2 separate regions of the Siniperca chuatsi genome follow, and region 1 is linked to region 2. The links are chromatin contacts, called in public Hi-C maps. All regions are on one chromosome and are shown on one strand. The core of a region is the stretch at or near the end of the contact, and the rest is flanking DNA. Distances in the headings are between cores, read along the strand shown.

Region 1 (5,671 bases), core at 12-2,511, 290 kb before region 2:
ACTCCACAATCTTTCCACTGTGGTTTTTAAAACTTGACATAACTCCAAGAGTAGAGTGGAGTAGTTTGACATTTTCATCCTGGGAAGGTTACATCATGTTGAGACAGGGGCAGCTCATTGCAACCGCACTGCACTCTTTGACTTTACAAAGGGAAGGGACTGTGGCGACTGGGTGGAAATTGACAAAACATCTCTAAACATGGATGCTTCTCTGTGTTTGGAAGTCTACTTTATCCTCTCTGTGAAAAGATGAGGCAGGACAATTTCTCCTTATATATATATATATAAAAAAAAAAAAAATGACATTATTGCAGCCAAATGGGCCTGAATGAAATCTTCCTCCGGCTCTGCTCAGTAGGTGGCGCCTCAGTCTTTCCCAGTCAATTTCCCATTTTGCTCTCACGGGGGCAGTGTTGCTCCGCTGTACCACATGAAAACCACATTCCTGCAGTCCTGGCTCGGAGATGGGGGGGGAAACAAGCTAGGGAGGAACTCAGAGGAGTGGTTTTAAAAAAAGATTTAATCAGAGTAAATCCGTTTTGTGTTAATGACTCGGCATGTTGTGCTTTAGGAGTGACAGATTTCTAATATGATGTTAAAGTCAACATCTTGAAGTTTAGGTTTGAAACAATACACGAGGAGGTCATGTGAGCAGAGTAGGCATTAACTGTCTATTTTGCCATGTGTAGTAGACTGGAATAGGCTGCTGTTGCACTGTGGAAGTTGATTATGCAACCAGTGGATTCTAAAAATTGTACTGCACTCTGCCTGGACTCCTCTCCGCTCATTCTTGTGGTCTCACCCCATCCACAGGGAGAGAGGGGGAGGGAGGGAGAGGCAGCATTTCCTTCCATTACAAATACATGTCAGCTTCCAAATGTGGTGGTCCAGAGGCTAGAGGGGTGGCCTTGTCACTGGTAGGTCGCCGGCTCAAACCCCAGGACTTTGCTGGGGGTAGGGCGCAGGGGAGAAACCATTTCCCTTTCATTGTAATGCAGTCGTGGAGCTTTTGAGCAAGGCACCCAGCCTCCAAACGTACTGCTTCAGTTAGAGGATCAGGGGTATGTGCAGCTTGCATGCGCAGTAACGTCACTTGATGGTTCGACATTCTTTCTCAGCGAGAGCCAAGCCAAAAAGCAAAACCAACTTCCACAAAATTGGTTGTGTGATTTAAGAAAAGAAAAAGTTTTGAGGGGTGTGAGGAGGGATGGGGGTGCTGGGGTTGGATTTCAAGGCGTGGTGTTAAAGAATAGGCGGCCAACCGGTGAATGGAAGTTGTTTCGGAGAGGAGGGGAGGAGGCGGCTCCTCGCAAAGGTTTGCACCGACTAAACTTCGCCCCTCCCCGGCCACCGCCAGGCATTTATACCCATGCGAAAAGGCTCGAGCGCACAGTGAAGCACTCTGGTTCAGCGCTTCTCGAGGGGAGGAACTAAAGCCACCTACAACTCAACAATACAAACCTAGCCCCCCCTTTCCCCCCCATCTTCTACGGACTTAAACTGCAAACTTTTAAAGCAACTTTTCCACAACCAAAAACCAGTCGTGGCACAAACTACCACCCGTCGCATTCAAGGATCCTGGTCGGTCCTCCATGAAAGAGGGAGTGCGGCAGCAAACTTGGGGAAAAGAGATGTCTGCGACCGTCTTGTCTGCTTTCTACGACATGGACATGCTTTACAAGGTAAAAGTTTGACAAGATATGGGGAGTTTTTCGTAGTGCATCCAGGGTGAAGCACTTAAGCATAGCTGAATCAGCGTGCTTCAACTTCAGTGGAGTTAGCATGTGTTCAGCGGCAACAAGTTACATTGCAGGCAAACAGAGTTGTCTCATACATGCCATGTGGTCAAAATAGTAGCATAATTGGTGCCTGAAGTACATTGCTAACTCGTCTTTTCTTTCCTACAGCAAGATAAAAGCATGAACATGAACGCCCTCCACATCAACAGCATGCTGGACAAGAAAGCGGTGGGGGCTCCAGTCACGACTCCGGGCTCCGGTGGTTCCTTCACACCGGGATTTTTCCGCAGAAACTCAACCAGCAACGTGGAGGCGATGAACAACGGCAACAAATACTCGATGGGCTCCTACAGCAGCCTGAAGGAGAACACACCGAGCAGCAACAGCAGCGCCACGGCCCTCATGAACAAGGAGAACAAGTTCCGCGACCGCGCTTACAGCGAGAACGGAGACCGGGGCGTGTTGCAGCAGAAGCCCGGCTCTCAGATCAACTCCACCCGCTACAAGACCGAGCTGTGCCGGCCCTTCGAGGAGAACGGCTCGTGCAAGTACGGGGAGAAATGTCAGTTCGCTCACGGCTACCACGAATTGAGGAGCTTGTCCCGCCACCCTAAGTACAAAACGGAACCGTGCCGCACCTTCCACACCATCGGTTTCTGCCCGTACGGTCCCCGGTGTCACTTTATCCACAACGCCGACGAACGCCGGCCCGCTCCGGCCGCCAACGCTAACGTGCAGGCGGGGGAGCCCAGGTCGGCTCGCGAGCTGTGCGGCTACGGTCACAGGGAGGTCCTGCCGCCGCAGCAGCTTGGCTACATCCAGAGGGACAGACCAAAGCTTCACCACAGCCTCAGCTTCTCCGGCTTCTCCACCCACCACGGACTCGAGTCTCCCCTGCTCGACAGCCCCACGTCCAGGACCCCACCGCCACCCACCACCGCCTCCTCCTGCACCTCCGTCTCCAGCTTCTACGAGGAGGTACTTTCTCCCAACTCTATGTCCTGCATCAACAGTGCCTTCTCTTTCCCCGGACAGGACTTAAAAGCCTTATTGGCCCCCCTGGCTGTGCACACCCCCAGCGGCTACGCAAACAACCACTCCACCGGTGCCTACTACGGGAACATGCAGAGCAGCGTGTGCCCGCCATCCCCTCCGACCTACAACATGAGCCACTTGCAGGCGCTACGCCGCCTTAGCGAGTCGCCGGTGTTCGAGCCTCCTCCCAGCCCGCCAGATTCGCTCTCTGACCGGGAGAGCTATGCGAGCGGGTCCCTCAGCTCTTCCGGGAGCCTCAGCGGCTCCGAGTCCCCGAGTCTGGACGCTGGAAGACGTTTGCCAATCTTCAGCAGGCTGTCGATTTCAGATGACTAGTAACAGACTATTTTGTTTTCACGTGGATTTATGGACTGGTCGGGCAGGGTGGTTGAGGAGCCAGGGGGTGTCAGTGAGTGAGGTAGACTGTCCTTTTAAGCAGAGGATCCCGGTTAAGCCCCCTCACCCCTGGCCCTCTACCCAATTTCAGCAGCAACCACCCTGCTGAAGTGCCTTTTGAGCAAGACATTGAATCCCTAGCAGCTCCAGGGGTGCTGACCCTGCTCTGACCTCCCTGGAGGGGGGCAAGAGAAGAGTTTCACCCACAGGGATCAATAAAGCTTCATACAGTTTAAAGTGTCCTTGACCTGGCATTAGTTTAGTTGTTTTTTGTTTTTTTTCCTTGTATGTAATATAGCTGTATTAAAACTTAGATAGCAAACAGAAGGCATTCCATCAGTGCCTTGCCCAAGGGCTCATGGCAGCCCCCTCCCTTTTGCTCTATCAGGCAAGCCACACTTTTCCTGGGATTTAGATGTGTGGGTAACATGACTTGACAAGAAGAAGAGACTGTAAGCGGTTTTCAGATTTCCTCCCATCCTGCCAAGAATATGCCTTGACTCAAAGTAACTTTGTTTTTCTTTATCAAAGTGTGTTTTTTTTTTTTTCCTTTCCTCTCTGAAAGCTTCAACTTCCATTCCAGATCTGTCCTCTCCCAGCGCCACCCAGTGGTTCGTTTGGTTAGTCTAGTTTGTTGCTTGGTTAAGCACTCTTGAGTTGGGTTTGTTTGGGGAAATCACTGCTGATGGTTGAGTATATATTTTTTTAGCTGTTTTTTTGAGTGATTTACATAGCTGTGCATAACTGGCTATGGACTATTTAACTTATTTATTATCTTGTGAAAAAAGTATAGGCTACATTGGTAATTTGTGTCCATACTGTATTTATCAAGTATGATGAAGCAATAGATCTATATTCTTTTATGTTTAAATTATGATCGCCATTATTAATCTGCATAAAGTGGAGTGTATGTTCTTTTCACAGTAATATATATATTTTGTTTTTTTTCTCCTTTTTTGTAACGTCACTTGGTTATTTTTATTGTAAATGAGTAAAAAAAAAAATCTTAATTTAAGAGAACATATGTGATATTTATTTCATCAATTTTGTTTCCTTGTTTACGTTTTATTAAAAAAAAAAGTTTGCGTGATTGCTGTTTGCTCCTGAGGTCGTGTGTCAGTGCTGTAGAAGGCTTTTTTTTTTTTTTTTTTTTTTTTTTTTTTTTTTTTTTGAGGATCCCTATTAGATGTTTCTGTAGAATGTATAAACAATGTGGTTGTACAGACCGTCCAAACCTTACTTCTTTTGTTGATCTAGATCAGACTTCAGTGTCAAAGAACCCAAGTCAATAAATTAACCAAAAAGTATTTTTGTTTTCTCTGTTTGCACGAGGTCACACTGTGATTCCAGCCACGTGCTAAAGAATGTAGCAATCCCTTGTGCCCCAGTATTATTGTGTAGTGCCTACGGGGTTCACCATCTTGACATGCCTTAAAATTAACCAAATAAAGTATTTTTCCTACACAGGCATTTTTTTTATACACAGGTTGAACTGAATGTAGTGTTGGATTCTGAAACAATTTTTTTTTTTTTTTTTTTAAAGGTTGTTACCACTCAGACACTCTGACAAAAACAACCGTAACCTTTCTAAATCCCCATTCCTCTTATCTTGATTTCCTTTTTGTTCTATTTTTTTCTTTTTTTTTTTTTTTTGATATTGAAATCTAGTCTGAGTCTTGAGAGTTTGCTGGAGAGGGAAGTGGATGAACACGTTTGGTTTGTACATAGTAGGTACAGGGGGATGCGCACTATGTACTTTTGACTACTTTATCAGAAGTAAAGCTTTTTGAATGTAACAAAAAAAACGGACAAAAAGACAACGTGAGTTGTAATATTTTGGGGGGGAATCAGTTCACTACAAATTGAGTGTGAGACTGTTAACTTTGTACTGTACATTTTTTTGTAGTTCTCCCAATAAAATTAATTTTGAGAAAGTTTCAGACTCTCAGACTGTGATTTCTTATACTTTTGAGTATGACGATGTGACATCTAGGGCATCCCATCAAAAACACCCAACTGCTGATGTTCAGGAGCAGGCCCGCAGCGAGTGTGACAGTTCCGGTTCTCATGACGCTCACAAACCCATCAGATGTTGTAGCACAGTTACTGTCTTCCTTCTCCATAGGGGGAAAACTCTGGAGGCAGGAGGGACAGAGTGTGTCCCGGCTGCATTAGAGCCCCAGCTGCCTTGTGACGCTACTTGGCTTGGTGCCTTCAGGGGTGGCTTGTGCAGCAAGTATTGGCCCCTTGTTCTCAGTATACAATAAAAGCACTAACCAGTTAGTTTCCCAGAGAAAGGCATGACCCTGAATTCCCGTCTCCTGCCAAACAAAGGAAGAACAACTGAACTGGAGGTGGGCTCTGGTACAGGAAAAATTCGGATTCGGAAAACTCATTATGAACATGAAAAAGCAACACCACCACAGAAACTGATAGCCCTGAATAAACGATGTAATATTACATAATCTGTCATGTTCTGCTATAAACAGAGTGCAATGAGC
Region 2 (5,839 bases), core at 273-2,772:
AGGTGGGTGTCGATGCGGAAGGGTACGCTGATGAGGAGCAGGAAGTCAGCTAGAACCAGGTTAAAGAGAAAGAGAGTGTGGGGTTTCCAAAATTTCATGCGGAAACAGAAAATCCACAAGGCTACTACGGTTCCTGGCAGGCCCACAATCACTTCAATGATCATGAAAAAAAGCAGGAACAAAGTTCCAAGGTCTTGGGTGGGTTGGCAATGCATGAAAATGGTAGTGTCATTTATCGACTCGTTGGTGCCAGTCATCAACTCCATTTCAGATATGAATGCAGTCTGATCACTCTGGTTTTTCCACTGCTTCTTATTTTCAGAAGATCTAATGTTCTTGAAACTTCCACAGAGGAGAGAATGAGAGAGAAAAACGTTTTAGACTTTGATATTTCATGGATCATATAGTTAAAGCAAAAGTTCAAAATTTTGGGAAATACACGCTGAGTGTTGCAGCGCTTATTCTCGAAGGTTTCTCCTTGATCTGCTGTGGCTTGGATTGTAAATCATTTGTACGTTTAGACAAAAGCATCTGCTAAATGAATATATGTAAATGTAAATACACTTATTCGCTTCCAACTTGCCAAGAGTGAGATGAGAAGACTGGTACCACTCTCATTTCTGTACATTTAATATGAAGCTACAGCCAGCAGCCAGTTAGCTTAGCCGAGCATAAAGACTGGAAACAGCTAGCCTGGCCCTGTCCGAAGGCAACAAAATCCACCTACCGGCAACTTCAAAGCTCACTAATTAAAATGCTATATTTCATGTTTAATCCGTTTCCTCCTGTTTCCTGTTTCCAGTCTTTCAGCTAAGCTATGCTAACTGGCTACTGGCTGCAGTTTCATATTTAGTGTACAGACATGAGAGTGGTACCGATCTTATCATCTAACTCTCAGCAAGAACGCAAATTGGCATATTTCCTGAAATGTCAAACTATTCTTTTAAGACAAGAAGGAGGTGTGTCTGTAACTACAGTAATTTCTGTCCCCGTGTGCCATGTACCTTAAAAATCAATTTTAGACTTTTTATAAAAAAATGTATCCGAACTTTCCATATGATAAAGCAGTGTTGTCAATTTTTACCTGAAAAAGCATAGAGTGACATTTAAGCCAAAGTTCTTGTTTCATACAACACAACATTCTTTCAGGGCTATAACAATATATGATAAAATGTGTGAAATTGTATGCCGACACAGTTTTGCTTTTTCCTATCTATACTCTACATCACTTCATATATAAATATAACATTGTATTGTTCAACTGCCTTCATATTGCGATGTTAGTCATGAGATACATCATGATAGTAAAAACGCTTTTGTCAGTCTTTTAAAGGTCTAAACTCAAAATGAGTGTGCAGTACAGAAAACGTTTAACTTCCAGCACTCACCAGCAGTCAACACTGAAATCCTTGGTTCCCTCTAAAAGACCTGAACACCCTCCTTCTCAGAGGTCAGAGTTGTCTTATTGATTGATTATCAGCAGACAAAGGCAATAACGTGTACAAATCGCTTTCAAGTAGTGTTTCAAGTGATCTAGTGGGACAAGATCTTCTGTATAAAAGCTGGCTTCCTCTGAGGGCATGTCACAACACGAGGATGGCCATGATGGTTCCAGGGAAAACAAACTGACAAAAGACAATCACTTCTGGTATTTGGGATCACAGTTGTATAATGTTGCATAATTGCATGTTTGTTGCGCTTTTTTGTCCTACTTTTTATACCAAAGAACCTTTATGGGAATATTGTATTGATGAATGAGAATTCATCATTTAAAAAACAGAAATTATTGCGAGACAATTATTTCTTGACAGAGATAGTTGTTGTTGTTGTTGTCGGTGATGACACTTATAACGCATACACACACCCACTTCCATTAATACTTTTATTAATGTTGACATAAAAAAAAAACTCTGCCTCTGTGTTCATAAGTATATCAATATCCTCATTTACACATTTCACTTCATTGATACATTTGTATCTACTGTATAATATGTGTTAATATTAAACAGTAATTCCAGTCTTGTATATGCATAGGTGTATACTGTAGGTACTGTACATATCAGTGCATATCTAGTAGCTACTGCCAATGGTACACTTCCATTGCAATAATTTACACTACCATTTGTGCTGTATTTTGTAAAATGTAAAATTTATATCTGACCTTTATACTATCATGCAGTGACATCAGAATTTCCACTTAGTTATGAAATTATAAAGTGTCAGTCTGCCCTATATGGTCTGGTCCTTTTCTGTCTCATATCATTTCATCACATCCACTGAACTTAATTTCGGTTTTGAAGTGTCACATCAAGTGTCTTATTTAGTGTCACCTGGCCACTTCTGGACTGATTGTATCATATTTCATTTCATCATAGCTCAATAATAAGATGTTATTAAGAAGAAGCAACCCTGTCAATGTAATACCTACCCATTAGTAATGAGATATAATTTGACTTTCGCTTCTGAATGGTTAATATCAACAGCCCAAATCCTAATTAATTATATTTCAAGAGCTATGTATTGTTTTTTGCCTTTGATAAACATTTAATAAAATATAATACAATAGCATTTTGTTATCCCTTCATTATCATAAACACCTCTGAGAATAGCATCAGTAGACATCCTATATAGAAAGAAATAGGTACAGTGAATGCCAACAAATTAACGCACACACTTACATTTTACTGCTTTTATTGACATTCACATCCATGAATATTGAACATTTGCAGGAACTCCACTGGTCACTGTATTTATTCTGATGTTATGGATGTTACAACAAAGCTCCCTGTACTTTGCACCAGTCAGGGCACTCCCCTGTAGCATTGCTGTCATCATCTAGGGGCATTACACAGACTAAAATATAAATACACATACTGTGGTTTAAATAAGCAGTGCGATAGCATTCATGAGAGGTTAATACTTAATTCCCTCGTAAAATAAAAAACACTTAGTTACTCCAAACTAATCACTAGTCATGTCAAATACTAGTCTTTTCCGTACTTTTAACCCTCTCCAGTGTTTTAGTTTACAAGCATTAGCCAGTGTATAACTAGTGCATAACTATTTTAGCTACTTTTTGTGTGTGGACTTGCACTGAACTTAATTTCGGTTTCGAAGTGTCACATCAAGTGTCTTATTTAGTGTCACCTGGCCACTTCTGGACTGATTGTATCATATTTCATTTCATCTTAGCTCATCTCGAATTATCTCATTTCATTTAAACACATCTCATCTACCTCACCTCAACCCATTATACCCGTCTCAGGTCATCTCATCATACCTGTGCAACCCAACTCCTCTCACCTGATCTCAAATCCTCATGTAATCCTATCCAACCTCATCTTATCTCATCTTATCTTATTTTGGATTTTGTAACACCACCTCACCTCATTTTGACCCATTTCATCTTATCTCACATCAATGTCATGTCATTTCATCACATCTCATTACTGTATACAGTGTAGTGTATACAGTACAATTTTCTATTGTATTTTCTACTAGAACACTTTACACATCCAGCTGTGTGTATGTTGGGATGTAGACAGTGTTTTGGGAAAATAAAGACTACTGTACATGTAGTAAGTGTAACACTAGACGTGCAAAAGACCCATTACATTTCATGATAAGGCATTCATACTAGTGTTTTCCATTCATGATAGTGTTTTATATTGAGCACATCAATGTTCAATTGGTTTTTAGAAATGTATTAGTAATCATATTTTTTCATAATTATTAAACCTTTATTTAACCAGATAAGATGATGGTGTGTGTGTTTCATTTTGCAGGAGATCAGTAGAGTTTTGCAGACATGAGGTGTGCTTTCTGAAAACAATAGAAGAACTGTGATTTCAATCTAATTTGAGTCCATTCAGTTTCCCATACCAAACGGACTCAACATTGATCATAAGTGATTTGAAAAGGGCAGTGAGTGAAGGCTCTCTGTGCTTACTGAGAGAGAACATGTTAATTTCCCTAGCCAAATTTTCTTTGGTGACAATTCAGTATGCAACAATGCAACACACACACACACACAGAGTCAGCCGAGCTCTTCGCTGTCCGACCTTTGTCAGCTCGATAACTTTATGGTCATTGACTCCCATACAGCGGCGCAGTCCCCCTTCCAAGCCCTAAAGGTGTGTTTACTAGAATCACTGGACTCTGATCTACAGGTCCGCCATTCATCCAACTGTTTTATTAGAGTACGCACAAAACAAACACACAGGACTAAGCAGTGGCACCACGTCAGGACCGACATCTGCTTTCAGAGACACTTTATGGTTACATTGCATGCTGTGCATGAGTGAAACTGTACTGGTAGAGCTCTGCATCCATTATACAGCGTGTGTTTATATGTGTGTTGGCTGCTTTCTCAGCACAAGTCTTGCTGTAAGTGCTTAGTGAGTAAATTCTAGTTACTCATTTTTATAACTGCAGATGAATGACTACTAACAATCTGGTGTCGTACATATCTTTACTGCAGCCAAAACCGAAAGACCTGCAATAACTTTGCAACTCAAACATATCACTCTTATGATAATGTTTGTGTTATTTGTACATTCATAAATAACATTCACAACCTTTTGAATAATTTTTTCCCAGATTTTTTTCTGCCTTAATTATCACAAAACGAATATTTATGTAGTAGAAATATTCTTTTGTCTGAAATATGACCTTGCAAATGTCCAAAATGTATCACATCTGCTGGTAGGTTAGGAACCAAAATTTGAAAACTATTGTTATAAAATAGTTTAAAATGTTTGTAAAGAAATACACTGTACAGTGTCTTGTCGATTGATATGTGTAAATTCTTGGCATCTTCTCTGATACACCCAGCTTCTGTGGTTCACTGATAACCTCCAAGTTTCCCTCCAAAAACACACATCAATACATTTGCGTACTTACTGTATGCTTAAAAGAAACCATTCATCCACTGTGAGATCAATACTTTTATTGGTACTACATGCACACAGAAATATTTTCCTCAGGTGTTTGCTTCCTGGGTCTGTCCCTTGGTTCACGACCTCAGCCTGTGACAGAGATATCACTGTCTCACTCTGATAACACCGAGCCGCTTAATGTTTAGCCACAAACACACACACACACACACACACACACACACAGGGAAGCAGAGGGATTACAAAGGCACAGAGACCTGTATGCTGCCCAGGGATGGAGACGATAAAACTAAATGCGAGGAGAACGCAAGGTAGTAATGACCGAGGTGAGAATTGTTACTGTTTATTTTCTATTATTGTGTATTATATAAATGACTATTTTATTTTGAGGAGAATTTAATGACAGGGACAGTCACCAAGTTGATATGGCATTGGTACATTTTTTTATAGTGCAGAATGAAAAGCTGTTGAAGATTTTCCAAGCCTTTAACTCACTGAGCTGGGCTATTAGCCTGTTAATCCACATTAGAGCATGTACACTACGGTGTTTGTCCCGTGGAGGAGGGATGAAACAGGACTGTATACGCACCGGGGGTATTATAATGTGGGGAAGAAAATCTAGAAAAAAAGATGGGCTCTTCCAAAAAGAAATAGGGCCTAAATATTACCTGTCAAAATTGTATAAAAGTTTAATATAACTATTTAATATATTTGTTTGTTTAAACTGAAGCTTATGGTAAAACAAATGCTGTAACACATGATAGATTCATAGGAAACACTGCGTTTTCTCTATAAAGAGATTGGTTTAAGAGGTATGATTCCACCCCTTTAAAAGCAAGTAGAAATTAAAAATTGAAGATTTGTTATTTAGACTGGAGAATTTCGTGGTTAACAGAGTCAATAATGCAAACATGTCGCAAACAACACCGCTTTATCCAATAGTT

What was found. A called contact is a pair of places that touch in the nucleus more often than the background predicts.
Region 1: a Hi-C map of skeletal muscle shows a contact between it and region 2, with 11 times the contacts expected there. The contact joins the promoter of zfp36l2 here to the promoter of LOC122884456 in region 2. A contact is called at or near these places in 2 of 3 Hi-C or Micro-C datasets (skeletal muscle and an unstated tissue).

The regions. Positions count from the first base shown.
Region 1 is chrLG11:6,116,319-6,121,989 of ASM2008510v1, reverse strand. zfp36l2 (mRNA decay activator protein ZFP36L2) reads left to right here and starts at 1,261. Exons shown (of 2, transcript XM_044214730.1): 1 at 1,261-1,682; 2 at 1,908-5,107. The coding sequence starts at 1,593. The coding sequence ends at 3,110.
Region 2 is chrLG11:5,823,902-5,829,740 of ASM2008510v1, reverse strand. It overlaps LOC122884456 (hydroxycarboxylic acid receptor 3-like), which reads right to left and starts at 1,522. Exons shown (of 2, transcript XM_044214411.1): 1 at 1,389-1,522; 2 at 1-342. The coding sequence starts at 266. It overlaps LOC122884790 (transmembrane protein 229B-like), which reads left to right and starts at 5,039. Exons shown (of 2, transcript XM_044215144.1): 1 at 5,039-5,206. The coding sequence starts at 5,170.